Regions from separate parts of the Mus musculus genome. Here region 1 is linked to region 2. A link is a contact called in public promoter capture Hi-C data. All regions are on one chromosome and are shown on one strand. The core of a region is the stretch at or near the end of the contact, and the rest is flanking DNA. Distances in the headings are between cores, read along the strand shown. Region 1 overlaps Dock8 (dedicator of cytokinesis 8). Region 2 holds the start of Cbwd1 (COBW domain containing 1).

Region 1 (6,754 bases), core at 3,939-6,438, 240 kb before region 2:
GATATATGCCCAGGAGAGGTATTGCTGGATCCTCCGGTAGTACTATGTCCAATTTTCTGAGGAACCGCCAGACTGATTTCCAGAGTGGTTGTACAAGCTTGCAATCCCACCAACAATAGAGGAGTGTTCCTCTTTCTCCACATCCTCGCCAGCATCTGCTGTCACCTGAATTTTTGATCTTAGCCATTCTGACTGAGGTGAGGTGGAATCTCAGGGTTGTTTTGATTTGCATTTCCCTGATGATTAAGGATGCTGAACATTTTTCAGGTGCTTCTCAGCCATTTAGTATTCCTCAGGTGAGAATTCTTTGTTTAGCTCTGAGCCCCATTTTTTAATGGGGTTATTTGATTTTCTGGAGTCCACCTTCTTGAGTTCTTTATATATATTGGATATTAGTCCCATATCTGATTTAGGATTGGTAAAGATCCTTTCCCAATCTGTTGGTGACCTTTTTGTCTTATTGACAGTGACAAGATGCAATTTGCAAAACACATGAAACTCAAGAAGAATGAAGACCAAAGTGGGGACACTTTGCCCCTTCTTAGAATTGGGAACAAACACCCATGGAAGGAGTTACAGAGACAAAGTTTGGAACTGAGACGAAAGGATGGACCATCTAGAGACTGCCACACCTGGGGATCCATTCCATAATCTGCCTCCAAATGCTGACACCATTGCATACTCCAGCAAGATTTTGCTGAAAGGACTCTAATATAGCTATCTCTTGTGAGGCTATGCCTGTGCCTGGCAAACACAGAAGTGGATGCTCACAGTCAGCTATTGGATGGAACACAGGGCCTCCAATGGAGGAGCTAAAGAAAGTATCCAAGGAGGTAAAGGGGTCTGCAACCCTATAGGTGGAACAACAATATGAACTAACCAGTACCCCCCGGAGCTCGTGTCTCTAGCTGCATATGTAGCAGAAGATGGCCTAGTTGGCCATCACTGGGAACAGAGGCCCCTTGGTCTTGCAAACTTTATATGCCTCAGTACAGGGGAACACCAGGGCCACGAAGTGGGAATGAGTGGGTAGGGGAGTGGTGGGGGGGAGGGTATGGGGGGCTTTTGGGATAGCATTTGAAATGTAAATGAAGAAAACACCTAATAAACAAAAAAAAAATTAAAAAAAAAAAAAAGAATGCCCTGATAGTGAGTCCTCTGACTTAACTGCTTCCTCCCCCCCCCCCGCCCCCCGGGCTCCGTGATGACTACTGGTTTCCTTGGGGATATCTGTGTTCTGTGATGGTATTGACCCCACTTCTAGTTCAAAGAGAAGCCGTTTCAGTTAGTGTGAACTCAGGGATAATCGCACTGAGAAGTCTGGGACCTAGGGGTTTTCCTCTTTGCAGGGTTTGGTGACTTGAGGCTACAAGCTTCATCATGCTGAAACTTTAGGGACCACTGTTGGCAAAACCCCAGGAAAATATGAACAACGGCCCCAGGATGTGCTGTGGATCCCGAATGAAACCGAGTCTGAATCAGTTCCACTACTGAACCAGTGTACGGAACGAGCCAATAAATTCTAATACCCACTTTTGTTGTTTGCGACAGGGTCTGACTACATGGCTCTGGCTGGCTTAGAACTCACAGAGATCCACCTGCATCTGCCTCCTAAGTGCCAGGATGAAAGGAACGCTAGACTCTGCCCAGCTCTAAAACAAATTTTTTTGAAAATATCTATTTGAAATCTTCTGTTCCTTAATAAAGATTACCAAGGCAGATATATCCTTAGCCCAGGAGTCCATGTGGCATTCTGTAGTATCCATCCCCTGACTCCTAAAACTAGTTGTAGATATTCCTTGGTGTTGGTCACCTTTGTATTCTGGGAGGGACTAGCCATCTTGAGCAGCAAGTAGCTTTACCTTTTTCCCAGGCAGGTGACAAATATGTGTACCGTTGTGATTTTAAAATACGTTTAGAAGTTTTTTTTTTTTTAAAGATTTATTTATTTATTATATGTAAGTACACTGTAGCTGTCTTCAGACACTCCAGAAGAGGGAGTCAGATCTTGTTACGGATGGTTGTGAGCCACCATGTGGTTGCTGGGATTTGAACTCTGGACCATCGGAAGAGCAGTCGGGTGCTCTAACCCACTGAGCCATCTCACCAGCCCTAGAAGTTTTTTTTAATGTTTAAAAAAAAATTAAATTCTTTGACATGGGGTGCGTGGGATGGCTCAGAGGTTAAGTGCATGTGCTGCTCCTGCAGAGGACCTGGGGTGGTTTCGCCGTGCTCACACGGTAACTCCCAACCTCCTGGAAATCCAGCTGCAGGGGAACCTGATGCTGTACTCACGTGAACCTGTGCTCCTCTTACACACACGTATTTGAAAGCCAAGGTTAAAACCCTTTGCCACGCCCCACTGAGGAGGCAGAGGTGAGCCGCTTTCTCCTTGATGTCAGCTGAGCTTGACTGGGGGCGTGTGACTTCATCATAAAAGACAGTCCTGTTTTTGCCTTTCAGTGCACATGTTCCTGAAGGAAATCAACTCCATAAAAATGGTCAAGTCCCCTAGGGAAAAAAAACGAGAGGGAGAAAAACCAAGGCCACCGGCCGTAAGCAGCCTCAGCTTTCCAGAGCTATGAAAGAGCCAAGAGTTCGCTCAGGTGAGAGCTACAGTGGCCAAGCTCTTGAACACACCACATGCAAAACACCACGACTGCTCCCAGAGTGCCCAGCTTGGGAGCTGGTTACTAATCCCAGTCAGGTATGTACAAGTGTTCACACTCATTTATATCCTTAGGTGCGGTGACATGTGTCCCCTGAAGGAGGGAGAATGAAACAAATCAGGGGATTCCATCTGAGTTTTTCTTTAGGGCAGTGGTTCTCAACCTGTGGGTGGAGAACCCTTTGTGGGTCGACAGACCCTTTCAAAGGGATCATGTATCAGATATCTTGCATATCAGCTATTTAAAATTCATTACAGTAGCAAAATTACAGCTATGAAGTATCGACAAAATGGTTGGGGGTCGCCACAACATGAGGAACTGTGTTAAAGGGTCACAACATTAGAAAGATTGAGAGCAGCTATTCTAGGGCTTGCCCAAAACAAAAGGGCTTTCATGTATGGCCAGGATTCTTGTTTGAGAAGATACCTGATTTATGTCATGCCAAGGTATGTTTAAAGTGCCCCACTCCTAACTCCATTTCCCTAGAATACACACTCAGATCAAGGGCCAATCAAGGTCTTTGTTTATGCTAGTTTAAATAAGTGCAGCCAGCAAGCCATTTATTTTTTCCAACATCTTCCTTCAGAATAAGGTCACTCATGCCCAATGGTATGTGTGAACATTTCAGTACTGACAACTGAGAACTCTGTTCCAACCAGAAGGATTAGGACATTGCACTAGGGCCACTCTGGAGGGCACTGCTTGACTAAGGCCAGTCCTACCAGGGTCTCTGAAGCTTCACAGCACTTTGAGTTGTCAAAGTCACAAACAGCAGTGGCACAGGGAAGCATTTTGCAATTTATTTATTTATTTATTTATTTGTTTGTTTATTTATTTATTTATTTATTTATGAGACATGGTCTCATTGTGTAATCTGGCTGTCCTGGAACTCGCTCTGTAGACCAGGCTGGCCTTAAACTCAGAGATCCACCTGTCTCTGTCTTCTGAGTGCTGGGACTAAAGGCGTGCATTGTCACCCCACTTGCTTATCATTCTTATTCTGTCTTTAGCATTAGGTAAGGTCATGAGTTGTATGAAAATATATAATTTAATTCTCAAACCATAGGTTTCTTTCCCTCTTCCAAGTTCACTGTAAAAACAATCCAAAGCATATATCCCTGTAGCACACAGAGGACACAATGTTCTGAAATGAATGTCTTGTAGAAAAATGACCTTATCCCGGAGAAAAAGGAGGCAGTGAGAGCAAGTGTACAGGGAACCGGCAAGATGTCCTAGGAGAACTGCTCCCGCTCTGGGGCATGTGCTGTCAGTGCTGTGTGGCCGGGCGACCTGGACTGTCTGTCTCGTACAACTGTCCCCTGCGTAGAGGTGGACTCACTCAGCTTAACAGAAGCAACAATGCAGCAATAACTAGACGGCACATAGTCCGGCAGCTCAGGAGAGGTGTGGAGCGCTCCATCTATTTCCTGTAAGACTTTTTCTCACAGATATATTGGAAAATGGTTCACTCTTCTGGAGTTTTATCTTTTCTTCTCACCAAAGGGATGAGTGAAATTCACTCGGAATAGGTTGCTGGACAGTGTTCCACTCTTCTGTCCACAATTTGAGTTTATCTTAGGAATTCAAACATAGGTCAGAAGAAGTCACTTTCTGGGAGGCCTGTGACCAGCCAAGCCACTCAGCAGAAACAGCTTAGGCCTTCCTTCTACAGCACTGTGAAAAATACTTTAATAAATACAATTATCCCCTGATTTACCCACCCCACCCCAACCCCTGACATGGTCAAGATAGTCCACAATACACTTGGGTATCATTCTGTGGTCATAGACCCCCCAAGTTTCCAGAGCACTGGCTGGGCAGGGACTGTGGAGTCAGTCTTGGGTGGCTGCTGTGGACGTACCAGCGAGTCCTTCCAGGTAGTGGGGCCCCAGTCGTCACCGGCAAAGGTGGCTTTTTTCAGCTGCCCTGTGACAACTGGGTTTCACATTTCCTGAAACTAGATCTGTGGAAAGAGTCCCTGAAATTAAGGAGAGAGAGAGAGAGAGAGAGAACAGAAGGATTGGTTAGCCTTTTAAAGAGACTGCTGTTTTAAAGAGACGGTTGGGAGAAAATTATGAACCAGAAAGCTATTGGTCCTGGGGAACTTAGTAAATAAAAGAAGACCTGAGACCCATTCCTGTTGTTCACCCCTGCCCCTCCAGCCCCCTACACATCTACACACACACCAGCTACACTGGATGGACTTGGGAATTCGCTGGCACAAGGCCAACAAGAAGGGGCTTGGTGAGTTCAGGGAAAGGTTTGGACTGAATGCAGACCACAGACTGGCTGGAGGCTGGACTCCAGCCCCAGTCCACCCTGGGCTGTCTGCTTTGTGCATGAGCAGCCGAGCAAGCTGGATTTGTGGTGCCCCCATGATCTCTGATGCCCAGGAAGAGGCTACACTGGCCCCTCCTTACCTCTTCTGACTGTCAACTCTGAATATGGGCTTGTAGAGCTCTGGGATTTTCCGCTCAATCATGGGCCTGAGGCTGTCTCTCAGCTTGTTGTAGTTCTTCTTCAGCTCCTGCTGGTACTCCCGCTGCTCTGCGGTGATGAGTCGCCTGTTCTTCTCCACGGCCTCTCCGCATCTGAGGGAGAGAGAGGCGGTTGCAGGTCCTCAGTGTTTGTGCTTTAGTGACTGGAAAACAGTCACAGTAAGTCTGCTTCTTGTCTAAGTGTCTCCCTAAGGCACAGTGCTGACGAAGCACCGGCTGTCAGCTGGATGGGGATTGACTGGGGATGTGATTGCGTCATGAGGCTCTGGAACTCATTCACAGACTAGTCCTTTGATAGGGTCCTAGTCTGATAGGCACTTGGGACAAAACGGGGAAGGAGTCCTTGAGATGAGTACATCTTGTCTGCAGCCTCATCATCATCTGGCCACTGTGAGATGAACAGCTTCCTGGAAAGCAAGCTTCCAACCATACTGCTCTGCCTTCTTGCAGGCTGGATCCACTTGGTCATAGACTGAAATCCCAGAAACCGTGAGCCAAATAAACCTGTACTCCTAGCAGGTTTTTCTGTTCACCACGATGTAAAGTTTAGAACCACAAACTCTAGTATATATATAAATGTGTGTGTGTGAACATATATGCATGTGCCTGTAATAGTACTCACAGATTAAAGGAGGACATGGGGTAGGCCCCTCTATTACATCTGCCTTATCTCTTTGAGCAAGGTCTCTTGCTAAGCCTGGGGCTTATGATTTTTGCCGTGGCAGTCCAGCAAACCTTAGAGATACCAATCTTTCAGTCTCCCCTTTCCTCCTCGCTGGGATTATGGGAAGGTGTGGGACCATATCCTGCTTGTTACAGGAGTGCTGGGATCTGAACTCAGGTCCTTATGTCTGTGCAGCAAGTGTACTTACCCACTGAGCCATCACTACAGCCCCACTAAGAGTGTTTTCAACCCTGATGGATTATCAGATCCCCCATAGAGCTTTCAAGACACAGACTGTTAGGCCCTGCGTCAGAGTCAGAACTGTGGGGTTCTCTCTAAAGCCCGGGCATTCAGCTTAGAGCCTTGAAGAAAGCTAACTTACTTGGGCAAATGGGCTTAGAAAAATGCTGCCCCAAGAGGTGGAATACAAACTTGCTATGAGCACAAGGCCTTTAATGAAAAAGTTATTTTGCAGGATTGCAATCTGAAGCTCGTACCACACAAGGCATTAAACTAAGAAGTCCTAAGGCATCAGGAACCTATAGAAAGTCCCCCCCTCACTTTGTTAGGGTGCATGGCCACCCACAGGAGGGTGATTCCTGCCTAAGGTGAGTTTGTGAGAGAAATGACAAGCCCAAACTTACAGATTTAAAAAATGAGGAAAGTGCTGGGTGAGAGAGAGAGAGAGAGAGAGAGAGAGAGAGAGAGAGAGAGAGAGAAGCTGTAAGCTGGGTGTGGCATGTGTCTTTAATCCTAGCACTGGGGAGGGAGAGGCAGGCAGGTCTACACAGGGAGACCCCTGCTCCCCAACCCCCCAAGAGAAAAGGAATTAGAGATTACAGAACAAAGTAAGAAAAAAAACAAAACAAAACAAAACGAGTAAGGGTGGCCAGAGAACCCCTGTATCAGAACAACTCATCAAA
Region 2 (6,202 bases), core at 3,618-6,117:
AAAATATTTTGTTTGTTTTATTTGCTAAAGAAGAAGAAGTGGACTAATTGTGAAACTCTCAGTTTCCTTTTCTCTAAGCCAAGAGCTATTGCTGGCCATGAGCAAAGCCCATGCAGGAAGTTACAAAAAAAAAAAAAAAAAAGTGAGAGAAAAAAGAAAGGCAAGTTGGCATTTTTTTCCCTTTGACTTACCTTTTCTCATGGAGACCGATATAACTATTCAAGGAAGAAAAAAAAAATGGGACAATGGGAAGTGACAGGAAAATATGCCCAAGGATTTTGATAAACGAGGGTGACTGTCACAAAGCTGAGCTGCTAGAATCTAGATTCCCAGGAAACTTACCTGTTTTACTCTTCACTAGCAGGGATCCTACTGAGCAGAGATCCCATACTGAGCAACTCAGGTCTTTCTCCAGAGGGGCAGGAATAATTTCTGAGCTTCAGCCCCTCTTCTGAGGTTACTAGGTGTACAGTAATTGGAGTGTACTTGAAGCTGCAGAGCAAGAATTAGCTGGAGTGCTGGGTGATTTAGAACCCAAACTTAAGATAGTAAGGAGTTCTTTTTGCTAAACTTTATTTGCTGCAGCGTAAGAAAATATTACGTTACATCAGGAGCTGATAAACCATAGCCTGCTGCCTCTTTTGTTTTTGAATGGACTGCAAGTTATTCATGGTTTTCGCAATTTTTAATAAACTGAAATCTGAATTTTGAAGGTCGTAGAAATCTGTCTTCTCCTTTATTATATAATCAAATTCTCCCCATAGCTGATTTTTTTGGGGGCCTGTAAAGCCTAAAGAATTTATTATCTGGTTTATGTTTTGTTTTTAAAGCTTTCAGATGCCTGGTTTGGCAGAACATGAACTTCCTGGTCAGGCGGCTCTGGAGTGAGCCACAGAGCTGTTGCTCACTGTTTTATGACCTTGGGCATGATCCGTAATGTCCTTCAGTTTCCTATTTATGTTTAGTTTCCCATCTAGGAAGTGGGCATGCAAGTAGTATTTATCTCAGAGTTAAACATATTTAATATGCTTAGTGTGAAATTCATTAGATATTAAGGACTCCACATATCATAATTATTGCTGTTAACATAAATTCATTGACATTAAATAAAATAACAAAGCTAACTGTGGAGGGCATTTTAAGATAAATGAATAACTGTGATACGTTTTACAATGTTATATGCAGGAATTGTTTTCATTTACTTTAAAAGACATTTTCAATTAATCAATAAGGCTCACTTAGAAGAATGGTAAATCTTCTATTATGCTTTAATAAAATCTAGAAAAAAATAAGATCTAATTACCTCCGCAGAACTGAGGCTCTAAATATTAAATAGATAAAAATCTTGCTTTTCAGTTTTATTCATAATAATAGCCAGACACTGGAAACAACTGAGACATCACTCAACTGAAGAATGGATAAAGAAAATTTGATACATCTACGCAATGAAATACTATTTCGCTATTAAAAACAAAGACATCATGAGTTTTATAGGCAAATGGATTGAATTTGAGAATATCACGCTGAGCGAGGTAATCCAGATTCAAAAGCACAAGCATGGAATGCATTCTACACTTATAAGTGGATATAGTGGATATTACTTACACTTATACGTGGATATCATGGGTATTACCCATGCTCTACTCCACAGACCCAGAGAAGCGAAACAAAAAGGAAGGCCCAAGTGAGGATGCTCGAATCTCACTTAGAAGGCGGAGTAAAATAGTTGTAGGAGGCAGATAGATGGAGGGAGCTAGGTGGGAGAGAGGATGGGGTGGGGGAATTGGAGGAGTTTTCAGGATCTGGTGTGGGGAGATTCAGGGGAAATGGCCAGATGGCCATGAGAATGAATGGAAATCTGCAGCTGGTGTGGGTGTGGGTGTGGGTGTAGTGGGCACCTCGAGGACATTCCAGAGAACTGAGATAGGGGAGACTCCCAAAATCTATAGGGGTGGCTTTAGCTGAGACTCACCACAGTGAGTATATGGAACTTGAGTAAGCCACCTCCTGTGGCCAGGCAGGAACCCCAATGGTGCCGTAGGGACACCAAACCACCGACAAAATTTTCCACCCAAAATTTATCTTGCATACAAGAAAAATGGAGCAGAGACTGAGGGAATGGCCAACCAATGACTGGTTCAACTAGAGATCCATCCCATGGGCAAGCACTATTGATATTCTGCTGTGCTTGCAGACAGGAGTCTAGCATGGCTGTCCTGTGAGAGGCTCCACTTGGCAGCTAACTCACACAAATGCAGAGATCCACAGCCAAATAGTGGGTGGAGCTTGGGGACTCTTATGGAAGAATAGGTGCAAGGATTGCAATCCTGAAGGGGATAGGAACTCCATAGGAAGACCTACAGATGCAACTAACCTGGACTCTTGGGAATCTCAGGCAGAAGAGTATACACAGGCTGGACCAAGGCCCACTCTTCCATGTGCAGCTTGGTCATCACGTGGGTCTTGAACAACTGGAACAGGGGCTATCCCAAAAGCTGTTGCCTGTCTCTGGGATATGTTCTACTAGCTGGGCTGCCCTGCCTGGCCTCAGTAGGAGAAGAAGTACCTAAACCCTGCAGAGGCAATGTGCAGGGTTAGGGAGATACCCGGGGAGGTGGGGGGGGGGGGGGCGGGGAGGAGGCGGGAAGGGCTTTACCTCTCTCTCAAAGGAGAAGGGGAGGAGGGATGGGGGAAGGATTGTGGGAGGCGTGAGCGGGAGGAGGGACAGCCATGTAAAGTGAACAAATTTAAATATAAACAAAGCAAAAAGAAAGAAAAAAAGAGAAAGGAAGAGAGAGAGAGAGAGAGAGAGAAAGAAAGAAAGAAAGAAAGAAAGAAAGAAAGAAAGAAAGAAAGAAAGAAAGAAGGAAAGAAGGAAAGAAGAAAAGAGGAGGAAAAAGCCCTTGCTTTTCTGAAATTCTGCTCAGTGACTAAAGTGAGAAAAGAAAATGACAACTCCATAGATTCAATGGATAATTATTTTATTGGAAAGAGATATGCAAAAAGACTAAAGGAACAATTTTACCAAGTTATAAGTCTTATGTTTGCACCTGAGGTTAGAACTTTAAACTGCTAAAATTATCAATTCTCTGGGGAAAAACAAAAAACAACAAAAAAACTGGCCTAGCATCTGAGCACATGATTGCCTTTACCTAAAATAGTAGTTAAGGGATAAAACTCAATATAACATTAACTAATCTAATGTGCACAAGTCAATGTTTTCCAGTGGATTCAGAGTTCTTTTTACCATAATGATAATCACATTTAGAACATTTTTATTACCATAAAAATACATGGTGCCCACTAGCAGGGACTATTAAACCCCTAGTCCTTAGGAGTCACTAAGCTGTTTTCTGTATCTCTAGATTTGCCTGTCATGGACATTCTTCTATATTAATGGACTTGCATAATGTATAGTTTTTATGAATGGATTTATTTTTAGCACATCTTTGAGATATGCTTATCTGGTAGCAGGTAGCCAGTACTTTGTACCTGTTTTTCACCAATTAATTTTTCCAGTCTGGATATGTGGCATTTTGTTTGTCTATCAGTTGATGGGTGTTTAGAGTACATTGAACACCCAATGTATATAACTTATTAAAACCTCATTTTGAGGGGCTGGAGAGAGAGCTCAGCATTTAAGAGCACTGACTGCTCTTCTAGAGGTCCTGAGTTCAATTCCCAGCAACCATATGGTCGTTCACAGCCATCTGTAATGGGATCTGATGCCCACAGAGCAATGCTTGCTAGCCCCTCTTAAAGCCTGAAATTAAACATGGTCAAAACACATAAAAAGATGCTCAGTTTTGTTCAAATCCAAAGAAATACAACTGATGATCACATTGAGGTACTATTTTGTATTTAATTGGGAAAAAAATTCATGTCTGCTAATATTGACATTACACCAATATGATCTCTTACATTGTTGGGAAAATGTATGACTGTCTCAAAATGAAACAAAACAGCAACACCTGAAAACAATTGACAGGAAATTCAGTAGTGAAGCTGGAAATCCAGCAAACCCCAAGAGAGTATACATTGAATGGTACTCTTTTTTATGAAATTGAAAAACAAACAATGGTCAATGTTATTTATGTGCGTGTGTATAAGGACAAACCATAACAAACACATAAAGGAATGTTCAGTATTCCCAAGAAGATTCATGATTATAGTTAGTATTCTAGGCTGGGGTAGAAGAGATGCAATTTAATGTTTTTGGGTTAGGGTACTATCAAGGAATCCACTATAAACACACACAAAGGAGTCCAGAGACTAATGAGAATATTATGAACCAATAAATACAATTATTGATCTGAGTTTACCTTATGTCCAAGTAAAGGAGAAAGAAAAATAAATAAAACTATTACATTGTAAAAGATGAGATAGCTATAATACATAATTATCATTGTAGAATAATTATAATATATAGCATGACTTCACAATTACTCTTTTCCTTGTGAATGAAAGAGATGGACTTCATGAGAATAAAAAAAAAATGGCAACTTGAAAAATGTCTGTCCTGTGGTGAAGCTGCCCAAGCCTAATAGGTGTTGCCTCAGCCCAAGCAACAGACAGTGGCTAACAGCTGGAGCCCACTACAGCTTCGAGGCAAGGGAGCTCCTAGCGTCCTAACAGCAAAGTGCAGTTTGGCCCACGGGCAGAGGGCACGCCCCTAGAGCGTGCTTCACACCCGGGGGGTGTGTCCCTCTCTATAAGGGGCGTGTCCACTGTGCGTGGGGGTGTATCTATCTCTGCGTAGGGGCGTGCCTCCCCCGGGAAGGCGTGTCTAGTTTGAATAGTGGCGTAGCTGGAGGGCGGGCTGGTTCCTCAGAGGCCTGCTCCGCGACGCGTTGTGGTGACATCATCAGCCCCGCGCCGACTGAATCCTGTCGCGGAAACGCGACTGGCGGCAGCTCTTTAGTTCTGGAGTCACTGGTGTCCTGCTGGCGGCATGTTACCTGCTGTGAAAACTGTGGAGGCGGAAGAAGAGTACGCGGAGGATTGTCCTGAATTGGTCCCCATTGAGACCAAGAACCAAGAAGAGGAAAATCTTGACTTCATCACTAAGATTCCAGTCACAATTGTCACCGGGTACTTAGGTAATTAAGGGGGGCTGCCGTGTCTCCTCAGGCACCCGGGCCTCCTGGCCGAGGACGAATCTTCGAGGTAGGGGCTGGGGCCTCTCTTCTAGCATTTTCAAAGGTAGTTTTGAAACTCAGACTCACCTAATGTTATGGTCTCTTGATTAAGTTGTCTTTCATTTGTGAAGCTCATCTCCCCTCAGTTTAGAGTAGAAATAATAAAGTCATCTGAGTTTTCTCATTAAAAAACAGAAAAACAAAAAACCAAAGCAAAACAAAGCCAAATGGTCTATTGTTATTAAAGGATGCCCTGGTCAAGGAAAAAAAAAAAAAAAGAAAGAAAAAGAAAACAAAGATGCCGACTGTAGATTGCCTGACACCTTGCTTAGTGGATTCCATTTCACAGGAACCAAACTCTTCCAGCCATTAGTGACAAGTCCTAAACTGTGCCCTCCCCTTTTGAGGTCCGCTTGGAAAGCACTGTTAAGAGATTGATTTAGAGTAAGACCTTTGTTTTGGGAACTTTCCTAAGCTGGGGGTCTTGAGGGTGCACCTCGGGGGTGTGGTCCTTGGAAAACACAGATTTGTGAAACACGGTGCAGTTTTCTGAAGATCAGTCCACGTGCTTATTTTTTGTTGGAAATGTCTAGATATCCTTTTAAAGCATTACAGTTAACAGCAACAACAAGTAAGTGGCTGAAAATGTGGACAAATAAAAATTGTGGAAAAAATATGAATCAAGTGGTACTCTCATTCCTGTGTGTTGCAACAGACAAGTTGAATCTCGGTGCACCCTTTAGATACAACAAAGAAATCACTGTTGTCTCCACACCACCAGGTTTTGTTTGTTTGTTTGTTTGTTTGTTTGTTTTTCCCCTTCTAGAGTCAGACCAAGGATATTCTAGATTTTACTTGGGCTTCATTTTTATAAAGGAATAACGTTTTGGATTCAGATGCTATTCTATAGAATCAGAGCAAATTTCCTGGTCCAAAGAACATACTTCAGAGTTGGCCCTTGGCCTTTCTGCATTTGGCTTACTGATAGATGAAAGGGACAATACAGGTAATGGCCTGAAGCTCTGAGATCAGGACTAACTCCACCAACCTCCTTGTTCCTGACT

The links. Promoter capture Hi-C pulls out the DNA fragments that hold promoters and counts their contacts.
Region 1: a contact with region 2 is called in a promoter capture Hi-C map of trophoblast stem cells, with 2.6 times the contacts expected there. A contact is called at or near these places in 9 of 39 promoter capture datasets (the C10 cell line, the HPC-7 cell line, hippocampal neurons and 5 more), 10 of 484 Hi-C or Micro-C datasets (CD4 T cells, the HPC-5 cell line, bone marrow-derived macrophages and 5 more) and 2 of 9 other capture datasets (adipose tissue and liver).

The regions. Positions count from the first base shown.
Region 1 is chr19:25,198,880-25,205,633 of GRCm38.p6, reverse strand. Dock8 (dedicator of cytokinesis 8) reads right to left here. Exons shown (of 48, transcript NM_028785.3): 47 at 5,090-5,260; 48 at 3,202-4,647. The coding sequence ends at 4,587. Among named protein-coding and RNA genes, the nearest start is that of Kank1, 35 kb to the left of the region's middle.
Region 2 is chr19:24,960,281-24,966,482 of GRCm38.p6, reverse strand. It overlaps Cbwd1 (COBW domain containing 1), which reads left to right and starts at 4,867. Exons shown (of 15, transcript NM_146097.3): 1 at 4,867-5,099. The coding sequence starts at 4,952.